5 separate regions of the Mus musculus genome follow, and regions 1, 2, 3 and 4 are each linked to region 5. A link is a contact called in public Hi-C, HiChIP or PLAC-seq and promoter capture Hi-C data. All regions are on one chromosome and are shown on one strand. Each heading gives the region's core, a stretch centred on a gene start, on an enhancer-like site or on the middle of the called end of the contact. The rest is flanking DNA. Distances are from core to core; before and after follow the strand shown.

What was found. Promoter capture Hi-C pulls out the DNA fragments that hold promoters and counts their contacts. Hi-C and Micro-C count contacts between places; a contact is called where the count stands out from the background. HiChIP or PLAC-seq counts read pairs in DNA pulled down with a chosen protein or histone mark.
Region 1: a Hi-C map of pre-B cells shows a contact between it and region 5, with 6 times the contacts expected there. The contact joins the promoter of A930038B10Rik here to the promoter of Ghitm in region 5. A contact is called at or near these places in 3 of 484 Hi-C or Micro-C datasets (CD4 T cells, centrocytes and pre-B cells) and 3 of 115 datasets of contacts at active chromatin or transcription factors (astrocytes, embryonic stem cells and thymic regulatory T cells).
Region 2: a contact with region 5 is called in an H3K27ac HiChIP or PLAC-seq map of thymic regulatory T cells, with 14 times the contacts expected there. The contact joins the promoter of Bmpr1a here to the promoter of Ghitm in region 5. A contact is called at or near these places in 1 of 484 Hi-C or Micro-C datasets (CD8 T cells) and 2 of 115 datasets of contacts at active chromatin or transcription factors (astrocytes and thymic regulatory T cells).
Region 3: a contact with region 5 is called in a promoter capture Hi-C map of hippocampal neurons, with 6 times the contacts expected there. The contact joins the promoter of Nrg3 here to the promoter of Ghitm in region 5. A contact is called at or near these places in 1 of 39 promoter capture datasets (hippocampal neurons) and 4 of 115 datasets of contacts at active chromatin or transcription factors (astrocytes, embryonic hindbrain, large pre-B cells and 1 more).
Region 4: a contact with region 5 is called in a promoter capture Hi-C map of pre-B cells, with 14 times the contacts expected there. The contact joins the promoter of Wapl here to the promoter of Ghitm in region 5. A contact is called at or near these places in 7 of 39 promoter capture datasets (the C10 cell line, cranial neural crest, hippocampal neurons and 3 more), 5 of 484 Hi-C or Micro-C datasets (B cells, CD4 T cells, CD8 T cells and 2 more), 5 of 115 datasets of contacts at active chromatin or transcription factors (astrocytes, embryonic forebrain, embryonic limb bud and 2 more) and 1 of 9 other capture datasets (adipose tissue).

The regions. Positions count from the first base shown.
Region 1 is chr14:34,758,772-34,761,846 of GRCm38.p6, forward strand. It overlaps A930038B10Rik (a long non-coding RNA gene), which reads left to right and starts at 1,424. Exons shown (of 5, transcript XR_001781218.2): 1 at 1,424-1,501.
Region 2 is chr14:34,501,269-34,504,123 of GRCm38.p6, forward strand. Bmpr1a (bone morphogenetic protein receptor, type 1A) reads right to left here and starts at 1,278. Exons shown (of 13, transcript NM_009758.4): 1 at 1,127-1,278.
Region 3 is chr14:39,471,681-39,474,730 of GRCm38.p6, forward strand. It overlaps Nrg3 (neuregulin 3), which reads right to left and starts at 1,408. Exons shown (of 10, transcript NM_008734.3): 1 at 292-1,408. The coding sequence starts at 1,120. It overlaps LOC432842 (a long non-coding RNA gene), which reads left to right and starts at 749. Exons shown (of 1, transcript NR_131973.1): 1 at 749-3,050.
Region 4 is chr14:34,672,667-34,675,482 of GRCm38.p6, forward strand. It overlaps Wapl (WAPL cohesin release factor), which reads left to right and starts at 1,262. Exons shown (of 19, transcript NM_001004436.4): 1 at 1,262-1,694. It overlaps 5830448L01Rik (RIKEN cDNA 5830448L01 gene), which reads right to left and starts at 2,002. Exons shown (of 1, transcript NR_165636.1): 1 at 305-2,002.
Region 5 is chr14:37,134,014-37,137,090 of GRCm38.p6, forward strand. It overlaps Ghitm (growth hormone inducible transmembrane protein), which reads right to left and starts at 1,309. Exons shown (of 9, transcript NM_078478.5): 1 at 1,182-1,309.

The DNA.
Region 1 (3,075 bases), core at 174-2,673, 2.4 Mb before region 5:
TGAGTCTCAAGTGGTGCCAAGCTCAAACACCTGGATTCCATCCCTGTCCCATAAGGCAGAAGGAGAGAACTGATACCCTCAAGTTGTCATCTCACCTCCACGTGCAAGCCACGCTGTGTGCATACTCATGTGCACATACACAATCAATCAATCAATCAATCAATCAAGGTAATAAAAATAATTTCACATGTATATATAAAAAATATCTTATGTCTGTATGGTTGTACACTTGACAAAATAAATCTGATAGCCTATGGCTTAGGCACAAAATAGGTAGGACATTCGGGAGGCAGAAAGGATTCTGGGAGCCAGGAGCAGGAGATTTGCCTGGGAAGATGTAACAAGACAGACACATGGTATCTGAGCACGGGTGACTAGTCACATGGCAGAATATAGATTAAAATAAACGGGTAATCATAAATTATGACCTACTCAGATAAGAACCTAGTTATATGGCCAAGATATTTATAAATATATTTTGAGCCTGAGTCTTAATTCCTGGGAGCATGGGGCTGGGAGGTAGAAAGAACCAGGACAAAACTTCTACACAGGTGTAAAGAGGTCACGGGTGGAGAATGTTTCAGAAGCCCTCCCTCAGCAAGTGAGATCATTGTAATTCCATTATCATCTGAGTGTTGCACCCTACGCTGGTCCTGCACACCATCGGTCTCAGAATATGCTGACTTGGAAACGAGCCTTATGTGATCTTCAGCTGCTGCAGGTAAGGCTCCCTTCTTGTTGCTCTCACCAGCTTCACATTCATGGTGGGGAGAGCCTATCATGCCCAGTTAGACTCACACAGAGGCAGAAAGGACCAGGATTAAATCCATATCTATTCGATGCCCAAGCCGGTTCCGGCACCCCGATCCCTCCTCCTCTGGTGGTATTACTTCTTGTTGGTTCCCGAGTCACCCCATCCAGAGTTTGTTGATGTCAGGAAACTGGTTTTGTTCATGTTTCAATACACAACATGTTAGGAGTGTAGCTTAGAATAACTTTATCTTGACCAGTTGCTAAAAATAAATTCCAATTTGTCTTAGCAAGGAAAATCCCATTTAAGGATCTAGAGAGCTGTGTTCAATGATGCAGGCTCAGAATCTCAGCACTTGGGAGACTGATTCTGCAGGATTGTGGTTCAAAGCAGACTGGGCAAATCAGGGAAACACTGGCATACACACATAAAAGAAAATGAAGTCCCAAAGAAGCGGTAATTTGAAGCATTAACACTCTAGGAAGATTTTAGTTAAGAAAAACAAGATTAATCTGAGAGGCTACCTCCAGGTTGAGTGACTGATAATGCAATTTGTGTGTCGGACAGACTTCCCTGACTAGTCAGAAAACTAAGCAAATTATTAACTTAGAGGTAGCAAAACTACAGGAGAAAGTCAATGTGACTTATTGGGTAATATTTATACAGCTGAAAGAGTGAACATTGGACAAAGGTGACCTTAAAATAATCTTCTAAGGGGGACAGTCAATGGAGAAACCTAGAAAACCTGGGGTAAGCATCATGTTTAGAAGAAATAGTTCAAGGACCTGGGTGGACACTGCTTAGGACCTCACTGAAAATCTCTCTCTCTCTCTCTCTCTCTCTCTCTCTCTCTCTCTCTCTCTCTCTGTGTGTGTGTGTGTGTGTGTGTCTCTCTTACTCCCTGCCACCCTCTTTCCCTCCCTCTCTTTCTCTGTCTGTCTCTGTCTCTCTGTCTCTCTCCCTTTTTCTCCTCCCTCTCTCTCTTTGTCTCTCTCTTCCTCCCCCTCTCTTCCTCTCTTTCTATCCTTCCCCCTCTGTCTCTCTGTCTCTGTCTCTGTCTGTCTCTCCCTCTAAACCTCTCCTCCTCTCCCCCACCTTCTCCTTCCCCTCTCCTTCCCCTCCGTTCCCCATTCCTCTCTCTTTATCTCCTTGACAGAGGGTTTCAGCCCTGCTGGCCTCAAATTTGCTGTACAGTAGAGACTGACCTTGCATTTCCGATTCCCCTCCCTCTACTCTCCAAATGCTGTGATTACAAGTGTGTGGCACTACACCTGTCCTTTCACTGTTAAAGCTTTTGGCATTTGAACCTAAACACTTGTTTGTTGAGATGGAATCTTATAGTCCAGTCTGGTCTAAAGCTCTTGATCTTCCCACCTTAGCCTCCTGGTGCTGGGATTTGTTATAGATTTGTGCCACCCCTGACCCCTGACAACACACATAAAACTGATCTTTATAGCCATGCCTGCTGACATACAACTGCAATGCCAGTTACCCAGGAGGTGTGAAAGGGTAGATGGGACAATAGATCAGTGGTAGGAAGTTTGCCTAATATGCATTGAGGCCCTGGGGTTCATCCCAGGACTGTAGCACTGTATTACCACCACCTAAACAAACAAACAAACAAACATACATACATACAAACAAACACTTCTCTGGAACTTAGGTTTAGACATTTAGTATCGTCAGTATGTCTGGGCCTGGCTTTGGGGTGGAACCCACATCCTGAGTTGAACCCGTAGACCATGAACAGGTTTCTAAACTACTTGAGCATGTATTTTTGCATGACTGGCCATGTGAGCCTTCAGATGGCATTTGGTGACTGAATTGAGATAGTAGAGGACAAATTTGGGAGGTTACAGTTGTCAGCATTTTAGATAGTTGCATGGCATCCCGTGGAAAATGCAACAGCAAGAACCAAATACCACAGGCATGTGCACCACTTCTCCAGCCTCTTCTACTTCACACTTCTGTCATCTGGGATGAAAACTTAAGCACAGTTCTTATAAAAATAGCTCTCTTGTCCCAATCTCCTGCTATATATACACTAGACTTGGTCAAACCACATCCTGTACGCAGCCTTTGGCTCACTGAACAGCGCTCGTATGCCATGCATGAGCTACTGCGTGTCCAGATGGAAATAGCACACCCGGACTCATAGTAAAGACATTTATTTTTAGGTGTTATGAGTGATATATTAGAATCACACAGAAGGAAAGCTAGACTGGAGGAGAGCAAAGTGCACAACTGAGATCCCAGCCATTTTCTATCTACACTACTACACGTGCTGCCTCTCATCCTTGGACCACAGTTCAAGGGATGCTTTC
Region 2 (2,855 bases), core at 28-2,527, 2.6 Mb before region 5:
GTTCTGACACTAAAAAAAAAACAAAAAAACAAAAACTAAGATAGTTTTGTTCAACATCTTTTAGTTCGAGAACAATGATAAGCATTAAATTACCTTTTATTTTATCTCGAAGTTTAATTTCCCCTCACGAGCAAACACAAGTCGGTTTACAACTGAAGCAACACAGGAGTTCGTGAATAACTAGACAACGCTCCTAGGTCTTTGCACAATTTTGCTTTAGTAAGAAGGCCATACTCTTGAATACGACGTCCCTGGGTTCAATCCCGGCTCACTTATCTAAGTTATTTAAACCTCTGCGTCTCGGTTTCCTCTTCTAAAGCAACAAAGAATACAATAACCAGGGTTATCTTAAGAAGTAAATGGCGTGACACCGGTGCTAAGTTCGTATCATGTAGTCAGAACGGTTTGTAAGCTGTTTAAAAGAGAAAGCCTGCAGCTCTTTAACCAAATGAAAAAGATCCACACCACGACTTACAAGTCACAAAAACGCCAGGCACGACTAACACACGGCGTTATTATTTTTCTTCCCTGCCGCGTTGGAGGTTTGGGATTTTTGGTTTTGGTTTTTTTTTTTTAATTTTTAATTTTCCTTTTCTTTGCCAGATCTTTCCGCTAGGAGTCTGAAACGGGGGTTGGGGGGATGTAACGCAACCCAGCACAAAGTTTTACGAAATCGAAGTGCAGAATCACAACAGACATGGCAGCGGAGGCCGCGCAGAACAACAGGTGAACCAACTCGCAGGGACGGAGGGGGAAACCCGGCGCCTTCCCGCAGCCAAGTTGGCGGGCGGGCCGAGCACTTCGCCCGGCCTCCGTCCCCGCACTGAACACGCTTCGTTCTCGTTCTCTAGCAGGGTCCCGAGACCCAGTCCCCGCAGCAGCCGCCGCGCAGCTCCGGAGCGGGAGCAGAGCACCGTTCCCATTTAAGGCTTCCAGAAGCGTCCCCGGAGTGGTGCGAAGGCGAACAAAAGGGCAAGCGCGGGCGGGCCGGGCCGCGGGGCCGGGGGGTCTCTCCCGCAGGCCCCGCGGAGGCGCGTCGCGGCCTCCCCTGCGCCGCCACCGTCGCCCCCAAACTTCGCCGGCCTCCCGCGGCGCACCCGCACTCCGTCGCCACCCGCCAACTCACCGGGATCCCGAGAAACTCATCCTCCGGCGCTCGGCGCGGGCGGGCACGGACAGCCGCGGGGCGGCGGGGCCCGGCTCGGCCTCCGCCCTCGGCGTGCAGCGGCCCGGGCCCGGTCGCCCCTCGCGCGGCCGTACAGTCGTCGTCTCGCGCGGGGCCGACGCGCGGGAGCTCGAGCCTCCCTCCCCGCCCTTCCCTCCTCCCTCCGCCCTCCTCCTCCTCCTCCTCCGCGCGGCGGGCAAGCAGATTCCAATCTCTGCCGCCTCAGCCGCGGAGGACGCTCGCTCGTTCGCGGGGCGGGGGAGGGGCAGCGGGGGAGGGGGGAGGGGCGGCTCGGGCGAGCAAGAGGCGCCGGCGCGCGCGCACTGGGAAGGGCCCGCCAGCTCTGCGCGCACCCGCGCCGGGGCGCCGGCCCCGCCCCGGACACGAACCGAGCCGAGAGCTCGGCGGAAGCGCCCGAAGGGCCCGTGGAGTTCGGCGCCCCTCTGCCGGGAAGGAGGCCCGGCCGCCGGCACGGGGGCGCCAGGTTTGCCGAGGGGAGGGGGTCGCCCCTCAGCGCACGCCGCCGCCGCCACCGCACGCGTGACGGAGGGGCCCACTGGGGCAAAGCTGCGTGAAGTGGACGATGCGGGCACACTCCTTCTAGAGCCGGAGCTCGGGCTCCACGGGAGAAGCGGCCCGGTGGCTCCGAGGGCACCGAGGCTCCCGGTGCGGGATCGGTTGCCCGTCTCGTAGTTGTGGTTGCAAAGAAAGATGTAAGGCACACTGCATTCATTACTCACCCCCTCCCTTCCCCGTCCCCCGGTGCTCTCTGGTTCTGGCCCGCCGGGAGGAACGTGGAGGTGCACGCGTTCTCCGGATCACGTAGCGAAAGCCTGGTTTCGGCCCGGGGGCCCCGCCGCTGGGGTGGCTTGTGATCCGCGGGCCTGCGAATTCCTCGGGCGTAAGATAAGGAGCGGCGAGAGCCGGCTGAACTGAAGTCAGCGGACTATAAATACGACTCTCAATCCACCTTTGGCTCAGCCGAGTGACCTCGGATACCCTCCCGAGGCTCTTTCCATCCTTTTAGAAAAATGCAAAGAACTGTCACTACCTCTTTTCTCCCTTTCCCCTCTCATTCGCCATGCAAAATGCCCTTAAAAGTATTCAGTGGCCTGTGGATGAAGAAGGAAAAGATAATCCCTTTTTAAACCAGTCGTTAAATATATAACCTCTTCCGTTTAAGTATTTCAACAAATATTTCGTATTCGTTCTGTTAATTCACTTTTCTGAGAAAACTATAAATCTCTTGGGAAATTGTTTAAAATAGACAGAAGAAAGAGTGAAGGAAGAAACTGTGCCAGGCACTTCATACTTGTGTATTTACACACATTCTGGCCTGGAGGGAAAAAGCAAAACAAAACTTAGATCCCACGGTATTCCCTCATATTCAGCTGAAAATATGTACAGTCCCTTATATTCTAGTTTTAACTAACTGTCCTTCGTGCCCCCTTTCTCCTCCGTCAGCTTTTGCCTTTAGGGCCATCAGTGCCTCCATTGTCTTTTGTTACATTTGAGTCACATTCTCTCGTCTTTTTTCTGAGCTGTCTGGGTCTTGAGTCATTGCAATATTCTCACTGCACTGAAGGAATAGTGTGATATCAGAGAGGTTTCTTGCATCCACTAAAAATGGTGACTTTTCTTTCCGGATATTTCTATATACCACCCCTCTTGAATTTGAAAAGAAAGAGCA
Region 3 (3,050 bases), core at 158-2,657, 2.3 Mb after region 5:
GAGGATTTGGACTCGCCTTAACCCTTTGATTGGAGACAGGAGTCTATTCTCATTTGGGACCCACTGAAGTATGAACCCTAGCTCAGAGATATCCTTAGTTCGCCTGATGCCCCTATTCCGCACACAGGCACAGCATAGACCCGCACCTTTGGCCCCCTTGAGGCTAGTTTTAATCATAGCCTCACACTCTGCCCCAAACGTGCATGGGGAAGTGACAACCAGCAGAAAGGAAAGCTGGAGAGCAGAAAAAAACTTGGCAGTGAAGCACGGCATGGCCAGGCGTCTACTTACGAAATTTGGGGCTGGTGCTAGTTTCTGGGGTGGTGGTAGTGGAGGAGGTGGAAGAGGGTGAGGAGGAAGAGGCGGCAGCAGCATCCTGAAAGGGTGACAGGGTCCAGGAGGGAGTGGAATCGTGGAGGTAGGAGGAGGTAGCATACGCCGCAGTGGGCCAGGAAGGCATCGCCTGCGTACTGGGGGCTCCTGGCATCGGGGGTCGGGAGCCGGGCGTGCTGCTACTGAAGAAAGGGGCCGTGGTGGACAGGACCGTCGGAGGGGCAGCAGTGTTCCGTGCTGTGGTAGAGCGCGGGCTAGCCCGGATGGGAACCCGGTGCCCAGGGAAGCGGGTGGGTGCCCGTGTGATGGTGGTCAAGCGGGTGCTAATCCGGTTAGGCGTCCTGGAAGAAGCGGCGCCGCCGGCAGAGGGGGTGGCGGGGGACGTGGTAGAAGTGGTTGTTGTGGTGGTTTCCATAGCCTTGGGGAAAGAGCTGGGCTTGGAGAGGAAGAAGGGGTCCTGGCCCATTCCCTTGGAGTCCACCAGGTCCGTGGGCACGTACTCCTTGACGGAGCCTACCACGATCCATTTAAGCAGCATGAGGCTGAGCCCCAGGCCGATGAAGCCGATGAACAGAGGCACCACGCACAACCACGTCTGCTGCCGGTTCCACACGATGCAGTCGCTACAGCGTAACTCCCGGGGAGGTTCGGCCGCCCCTTCTCCGCCGCCGTCCGGGCCCCCGCCCGCCGCCGCCGCCGCCGCAGCCGCCGCGGTGCCCTCCTCGGCTGAGGCGGCGGCTGCCGAAGCGGCACCAGGTGGCGAGGCACCGGCCGCCCCTTCACTCATCCTAGGAGCCGATCTTCACCTTCGCCCCCCCGAGGGCCGCGCCAGAGGCATGGGGCCGCGCGGGCCGGGCGCGGGCGCGGGCGCGGGCTCCGGCGGCGGCGGGCTCCGGCTCAGGCAGCGGCCGCGGCGGCCGCATGCAAATCGGCTCCCTGCCCCCACGCCCCTCCCCCCGAGAGGCGGGCGGCGGGCGGGGAGGAGAGGACGGGGGAGGGGACGCGGGCCGGGGAGGGGGCGGCGAGGCGCTCGGTAGAGGGGCGAGACCGGCCCGGGCGCCGCCGGCCGGTCAGGGAGCGGCGGGGCGAGTCTGCAGCCCGCCTAGGTGCCTCCTGCGCGACGGGGTCCCTCGGCTGCCGGTGGTGCTGATGCTGCCGCTGATGCTGATGCTGATGCTGCCTTGGATGCTGATGCTGATGCTGCCGCTGGTGCTGATGCTGCCCGCCGCCTGTGTGCGCTCCAGCCTCGCCGGCATCCTCGGTGCGCCGCGCCCGGCCCGCTCCCTGGGGCGTCCGGCCGCACCGCCGCTGTCCCCACCTCAAATCCTCACGTCACCCTCAGGGGCCCCGGCGAGCAGTAGCTGGATGCTGGGCGCCGACAAGCCGCATTCCGACACAGGGGGCCAACCTAGCAGCCCCTCGCCCAGCCCGTACGCAGCGTTGCACGGTGGTTACTCGGCGAGCCTGGGCGATGAGGTGCACCTGTTCTTCAGCCGGCCCGCAGCCAACCCTCGGTCAACGCTCTCCGGGAGAAACCAATCCTAGAGCAGCGCGGAGGGCGAGCGACCGGGCTCGCCTCGCTCCCGCCGCCCGCGGCTCTGCGCCGCTACTGCCGCCGCCACCGTGAGTCAAACTCCAGCAAGCTACCCCGCCGCTCAGGAGCGGGGTACCCCGGGGCGCACCCCGACCAGCACGCAGAGGATACCAAACAGCTCCGGTGACGCTGCCTGGCCGACCCGGGCTAGCAAAAATGGGAGATAGCGACAGGGGTCCCGGACGTCGTGACCGCTGCTCCAAGCGTTTTCTTGCACTCAACCAGGCGGCTTCGGGTGTATGTGTGTGTGTGTTTGTGTGTAGAGTCGCCGCGGACAGGGTGGGATTCGGGCAGAGTTGCGCCTCCCACCAACACCTAATGGTGCTGTCTTACTGTGTGCTAGATAAATAAATGATCCAAGCGGACCCCCGTTGGAGAAGTACGGCACTAGGAGCTCTGTGGAGCAGCCGTGAACAGGTCTCTGGTGTGGATCCTGCGGGGTCAGACACTGAAGCTGCTGGGAGAATGCGCACGGGCGTGTTAGGTGGGAGGGCGCCTCTGAGCTCCCCTGCCCCGCCGCGGTGCGGCTGGACAGAGAACCACCTTTGCTTTGGAGTTGCTGAGAGCTGCTGCTGAAGCAGACGACCTTTCTGTGATCAGATCTCGAAGCCATTAACTTACCTTTTAAAAAGTATTATCTTTAAATGTAGGTACGCCCTGGGAAACAAGGCGAGAGGCGAAGATGAGAAAAGATGCTGGCTAGTCTCTTAAATTTCATAGCCGGTTTCTTCCTTTTGGTAGAGGGAGATCAGAGTATTTCCAATCTCGGGTACACTGTGGTACCTCCCTGAGGACCAGGTATAGCACAGACAGGAAACGGGCAAGAGCCAGGGCTACCATGATATACATACGCTGGTCCTGTAAAGCGATGCTTCCCACCCTACCCAGATTTCTCGGCTAAGGTAGAAACGAAAGAGGCTTTTTTTTTTCATTTATTTATTTTTTACAAGTGTCATGCAAGGATGGGAGAGTGAGAATGGCATCTTTCTTATCACGTACCTCCCAGGGCTGTCCGAGAATGCAGTCAGCATTGTCCTGTCCTGTGATGCACTCCACAAAGACGAAGTTTCCTAGGTATCCATTTTATTCACACGTTAAGAGCAAAAGAAAATGCTAATCTAAG
Region 4 (2,816 bases), core at 12-2,511, 2.5 Mb before region 5:
AATCTGGCAGAAGAGGTTGTCTTTTCACTAAAAGCAATTAGTAGTTTTCTAATTTCTCAGATGAGTCTCCATTAGCTGCAAGGCCAATGACTGACCACTCACTTCTCCTAAGGGAAACTGTTTTAGAAAGCTATTTTCTCATTGAAGGTTTAAAATAAAACCTCTCCAAGTTTCTCAACCAGGTGATTCACTGACATGAAAAAAAGTCTCTGCAGAAGAAAACTTAAAAATACTCCGTCCATCATTCACTACCTTCTTGTCCGGGACTAGTTAGTTGAAAACCCAAACCAAAACAAACAATCCGTCCCCCCCAAACCAAAACTTTATTATGAACAATTTGAGACATAAATACTGGTATGATAGCATATGTGTACATATCCCACAGCTCCAACATCGAAGGACATCCTCAGTTAATTTATTCCCTTCTTTCCCAGTTTCCAGAGGCTTAGTCTAAAACAAAATAAACGTATTGGATCATTTTACCTATCAACACTTTAGTGTGTGTGTGTGTGTGTGTGTGTGTTTTAAATTTAAAGCCACATTACCGTAAGCACGTTCGATAAGGATGACGATAATTCCTTAGTAACATAAAATACTCGGGGAGCGGGGGTGGGGTGGGGGTGTGGGGTGTCATTGCTAACAGGTAGGGGACAGAACTCCGTAGTGGGGACTGAACAAGAAAGGAGAGAGAGGATGAAGTGGCCGGCTGAAGCGGATCCCGGCTGCGAGGAGACCAGCACCCGACTGCTCCAGGTTTCGCTGCTCGTTTACCTGCGTTGGCTCTCTCGCACCGTCAGACCAGGTCAAAGGCGGCCCCAAGTTCCCCGCCTCCAAGGTCCGGGCGGTGGCCCAGCAGGCTCGGCGCAGCTGCACAAGTCTCTGTCCCTAGACACCGGAGGGTCCCTGGAGGGGAAACGATTGACACAGCTGCCTGCACTGTGCCGCGAGCCTTCCCGCGCTGCACCTGCGTCTCGTCGCGTGGCTAGGAACTGGGACTGGCTCCGGAGTCGGTGAAGTCCAGCAGGCCCTTAGCCAGAACCTATACCGTTCGCCAGCTCCGGAACCGGGCTTTAGACACCAGGACCTTGCGGAAGAGAGAACTACAACTCCCGTCGGGCCACGCGGTCCGACCAATGGTGGTAGCCGGCGCGTGCGGGGCGCGGCGCCTGCGCGGCGGTTTGAGTAAGAGGCCGTACGATTGGCTGCGGAGTCGGGCGGCCGCGCGGGGCCTGTGGGAAGCGGAGTGACGGAGCGAGCGGCTGTTGGAGGAAGGAGGTGGGGGGCCGGGAGCGCAAATGGCGTTGAGATGGTTCAGGGCCCTGTTCAAACTCCAGCGCTGACCATTCACCGGCGGAGGCGGCGGCGCAGAAGGCGGCGGCGGCCCAGCGGGGGCACGTAGCGGGCTCGGCACCGGCGGCGGCCGCCAGGGAGGCCTAGGCCCTGTCCGGCCGGCGCGCCTGAGGTGGGGAGGGAAGTTGCGGGGCCGCCGCTCACCCCCCACCCCCCCTGTCGCCCGAGCTTCCTATTTACCGAAGCGGAGCCGCGGACTGTGACGGCAGCAGAGCCCCTCGCCCCTCTCGGTGGCACCGGTCGGCACTGGTCTCTCGCGCGGGGCTCCCGCGCCCGCCCGCGGGCCGTTGGGAGCCGGAGAGGCGGAGGCGGCCCGAGGCCAAAGCACCCGCCAGGCGCCGAGGGTAAGTGAGGTCTCGGGCGGCTGCCTAGGCCCGGAGTGAGTTGGGGCGGGTGGAGGCGGCAGGGGCGGCGCGAGGCTCGTTGCTCACCTGGCTTCTAAGGAAGTTGGGCACCGGAGGATCGCAAGAAACTCTTTCCCTTCCCACCTCTTAATTTTGCCTTTTGAGTTCTTCTCCGGCTACTTGATTTGACTTCTCTTTTCCAAACCCGGTCCGGTTGATTTGAGTCCCGAATTCTTTTTCCCCGTCGTCTCCTCCGCCTCTAGCCGTCACCGAGAGGCCTTGCTTCGGGGACTCGGTAGCAGAAGCTTCCGGGGCGTCCGAAGCGACATCCCTTTCCTAGGCTGTGGGGGTTGGGAGGAGAAAAGTTGCGTGAGTGTCCAGCCCGAGGGGTGTCTCGGCTCCAGCCTCCGGGCGCACTCGCAGCCTCAGGTGAGGGTTTCTGTTTGCCCATTCCACTCTCCTCTCTTTATTGAAGCCCCCCTAATGCATTACCTTGGGTGTCTTTCCTGGAAGTGGCTAGGTTTCTTTACAGCTTCAGTGTAAGGAGGTTGGTTGGTTGTTTTGTATACCCTTTCCCTAATTTAAATCGCAGTGCACTTCCATCAAAAGTCAGCTGGGCTTTGGGATGAAGCGAAGGCCTCCCAAATCGAAAACAATCAGTTGTGAACCTTCTTTTCCTTTTTAGTTAGGACTGTTGGTGAAATTTGAAGCCAGAACAAGATAGTGTGTCTGAAATGTGCGTAAAACGTCATGCCAAATATATATGCTGAATTTGTACATATGTTAAGCTTAGATAATGCCATCGCAGTAGTCTGCTGACTTTTTAAAATGGACGTTATGGAAAACAGTAAAAGCAATCACGTAACTCTTGTACTCATATCTCCTGGATTCTGTACATAATAACTCAACCATATTTTCTAATCAGTACGCTCCCCATTCCTTAATATTAAAAAAATCACTGATATTTCATCAATATTTAATGATGTTAATACATCAGCGAATATTTCTGAGACGTGATCTTTTAAAAATACAGTTGTCTTATTACTTAGCTCAGTATCATATATTCATTTGCAGATCTTAATCTTGCACAGTGAATGCTTTACTGTTTTTTACGGTGAGTTT
Region 5 (3,077 bases), core at 59-2,558:
TATATGTAATACAGAATCAATGTTATTATGTTGACACAATCACAGATTTTACAAACATAGCTTGGCCTGATATTTACTCCATCATTCAATGAGTAAAAGTAAAAGAATCTGTGTGACATTTCAGCACAAGAAAAACATCATCCAGAGAAAAGATAACTAAACCACTCGAGACTAAAAACCATGAACAAAAGCCAGGCATGCAAATGTCTACCAAGTAGGTCAGATGTTACTTCCCTTTAAGATACGACAGATACATTCAAATTAAATTATTCCACTACATAACATTCAATCAAAATAAACAAAATTGCCCTGCTAGGTTTCCCTGTTAAAACACCTTCTGGTATTCTTAATAGGGTAACCCCTGCCCCCAACATTCTAAAATTGAATTGTCTCAGTTCCAGTTAGACTATATCGATAAATAGTTAAGTACACGCCTTTCTGCGATGCTAAAGGCACATTTCTGGTCAATGAGTTGTGATGAATTTTAGGCAAGTGATTTGTATTTCCGCTTTCTCCCCATTTGTAAAATATTTAAATACAAGAAAACTTGGCCAAAATGGGACTTTGAAATCGCCCATGAATTACCCTAAAACTATAGGAATGTAAAGAAGTTTTAACTAGCACCTCCAAAGTTAAGAATTTCCGGAACTACGAAGTGCACACAGCTCTAGGCATCTGACCTTGCGGAAAAAACCCGGAGCCCTTTTGGTACTTTCATGCCATTACATCATCTCAACCTATGGCTTCAGCTTACTGACCCGAACAGAGCCTACCTAGTCTGCGTGGCCTTATGTCGTGGAACAGCCAAGAGGGTTATCTGCCATATATTTAAGTGCAGATTCTGGACGTCTGAAACCGGCTCCTGGGCTGGGTCTCTACGAACTAGTGGCGACCCTTCCTAACGCTTCCTTGAGCTTGAGTGTTCGGATGCGCCCGGTCCTCCCCTCTCACCGCTAGCCCGCTGCCTCCGCGTCCACGCACCACCCCCACGGCACCCGATCGCCGACAGCTAGGGCCCCCGCGCGGGTCCCCGAGCGGCTGACTCAGCATCCCTCTGCCCAGGGAGATGAAGAGCGAGGACGAGCCCGGCCTTCCCGCCCCGCCCGTAGCAGCCAGCCCAGATCCCGCTGTGCCGACGCCCGTCACAAGGACTGGAATTCTCAGGCCTCGCGAGGCAGTACCTCAGCTCCGGTCACCTCTACCACGGGGCTCCCTTCCGGGTCACCGAAACTCAGAGTGTGCGACCTCCCTCTGCCCGCTCCTCCGCAACCGCGCGACTCACAGCGTCACGCAATATCCGGACAAAAGGTAAATAGTACAAGCAGCCAATCGAGAGCAGGCTTCTAACGGAAGGGCGGGCGCAGTGGCGAAGGCGGGGCTTGGTTTGGAGACCGGACCAATGGAAGTTTGTGTTTCGAAAACGTCACAGTCAGCGTCCTTTCTGGGTCCGAGTAAGGAAGCCGACACTGGCAAACGCTTTGGGCATCTGCGTTGTGCGTTGTGCGCACTCGCTGCCAATAGGTGTGGGGGCGAAAAAGGGAGTTGGACTGGTTGGCAGCGCACTCCTTAAGTCCCACTTTTTGGGGAGGCAGGTAGATCGCTGTGAGCTCTAGGCCAGCTTAGAATTACTTTTGTTATTGGATTTAGGTTTAACAATGAATTTTCACATTTAAATTGGATTTTGTTCTATTTAAGAGTCATTCTTAAAACACGTTTTACGCCGAGAGTAATTAGTTTGGGTTAATCGTCTAGTCGCGTTGGCTGGCACGAAATTAACTAACCCTTAGAGGTATAATTTAGTCAGACTTTCGTTAACTGCTTAATTTTTATCACTGCTGGGGCTGTGGCTAGGCAGGGTGTCTTGAGCTATGTGAGAGGTACTTGACGCGCTCTCCTTTTCATTCATTATGCAAATGTTAAGGGATTTGATACTGGTTTAGTGAGTTCTGCATATATTAATTTACTTTGAATTAATTATAAGGCCAGGACCAAATCTTTTGTATTTATGGAATGACAGAACCCACCTAGGCATTTTCACTACTTTGCTTTAGCTATTATGCTACATGAACTCATGTATGAACATATCAATACACAAAATTAACTTGAGCATTTTAATAAAGTTTATGTTTTTATAACTTATGATCAATTTTTTTTTTGTATGTACTGAAAACTAAGCCTTAATTTTAGGAACTTTTAGAAGTTAGATGGATAGTTAAACAATCATTGGTTGAGTTTCTTGTTTTGGGCGTTTAGCCAGAAAATAACGCCAATGGTCTATATAGTAGTGAGTTTCAGAATGGCCAGAGTAAGACAGACCTAGTCTGCGGCAGGGGCTGGGGGTGGGGCATAGTGTCAAAATTGAATAACACATTTTTTCTAATTGCCATAAAAACATTCCTACCAAATGTGGCATTTTTTTTTTTTTTAAATTAGAGCCAACCTGCTTCTTGAGTGTACTACTGATGGTGAGATCTAGAGGGGTTTATTTCCGAGTTTTTCTTTCCTTTCCTTTCCTTTCCTTTCCTTTCCTTTCCTTTTCTCTTTTTTTTCTTTTTTCTTTTCTCTTCTTTCTTTCTTTCTTTTTCTTTTTTACCTTTTGACTTTTCAATGACATTTTTGTTTGTTTGTTGTCAAGCTTCAGGCTCCACTTGAGTAACAGAATACATACAAACCACTCTTCTTGTGAAGGTTTTTATTTATTTTATTTTATTTTATTTTATTTTATTGTGTGTGTGTGTGTGTGTGAAGGCTACTGAAATGCCTCAGTGGAAAATAATTTATTACAATAAGAGACATGTCTCTTTTATTTTTGGTTAGGAGCCTGACCTTTAGTGCTTGAGCCATCTTTTCAGCCCAAGAGGTTATTTCTTGGTATCCATGAAAGAGCACCCTCCTACAACTTTTGATAGAATCAAACCAAGAATACTTCCAGTGTTGCACAAAGGAATACACAAGCAAAGTGAAAGTAGATCGGTATAGCAAACTATTTTTGTTAATAAATAAAAAAGTATGTGTGATGGTTTATATGTGTTTGTTCCAGGGAGTGGTACTATTAGGAGGTGTAGCCTTGTTCGAAT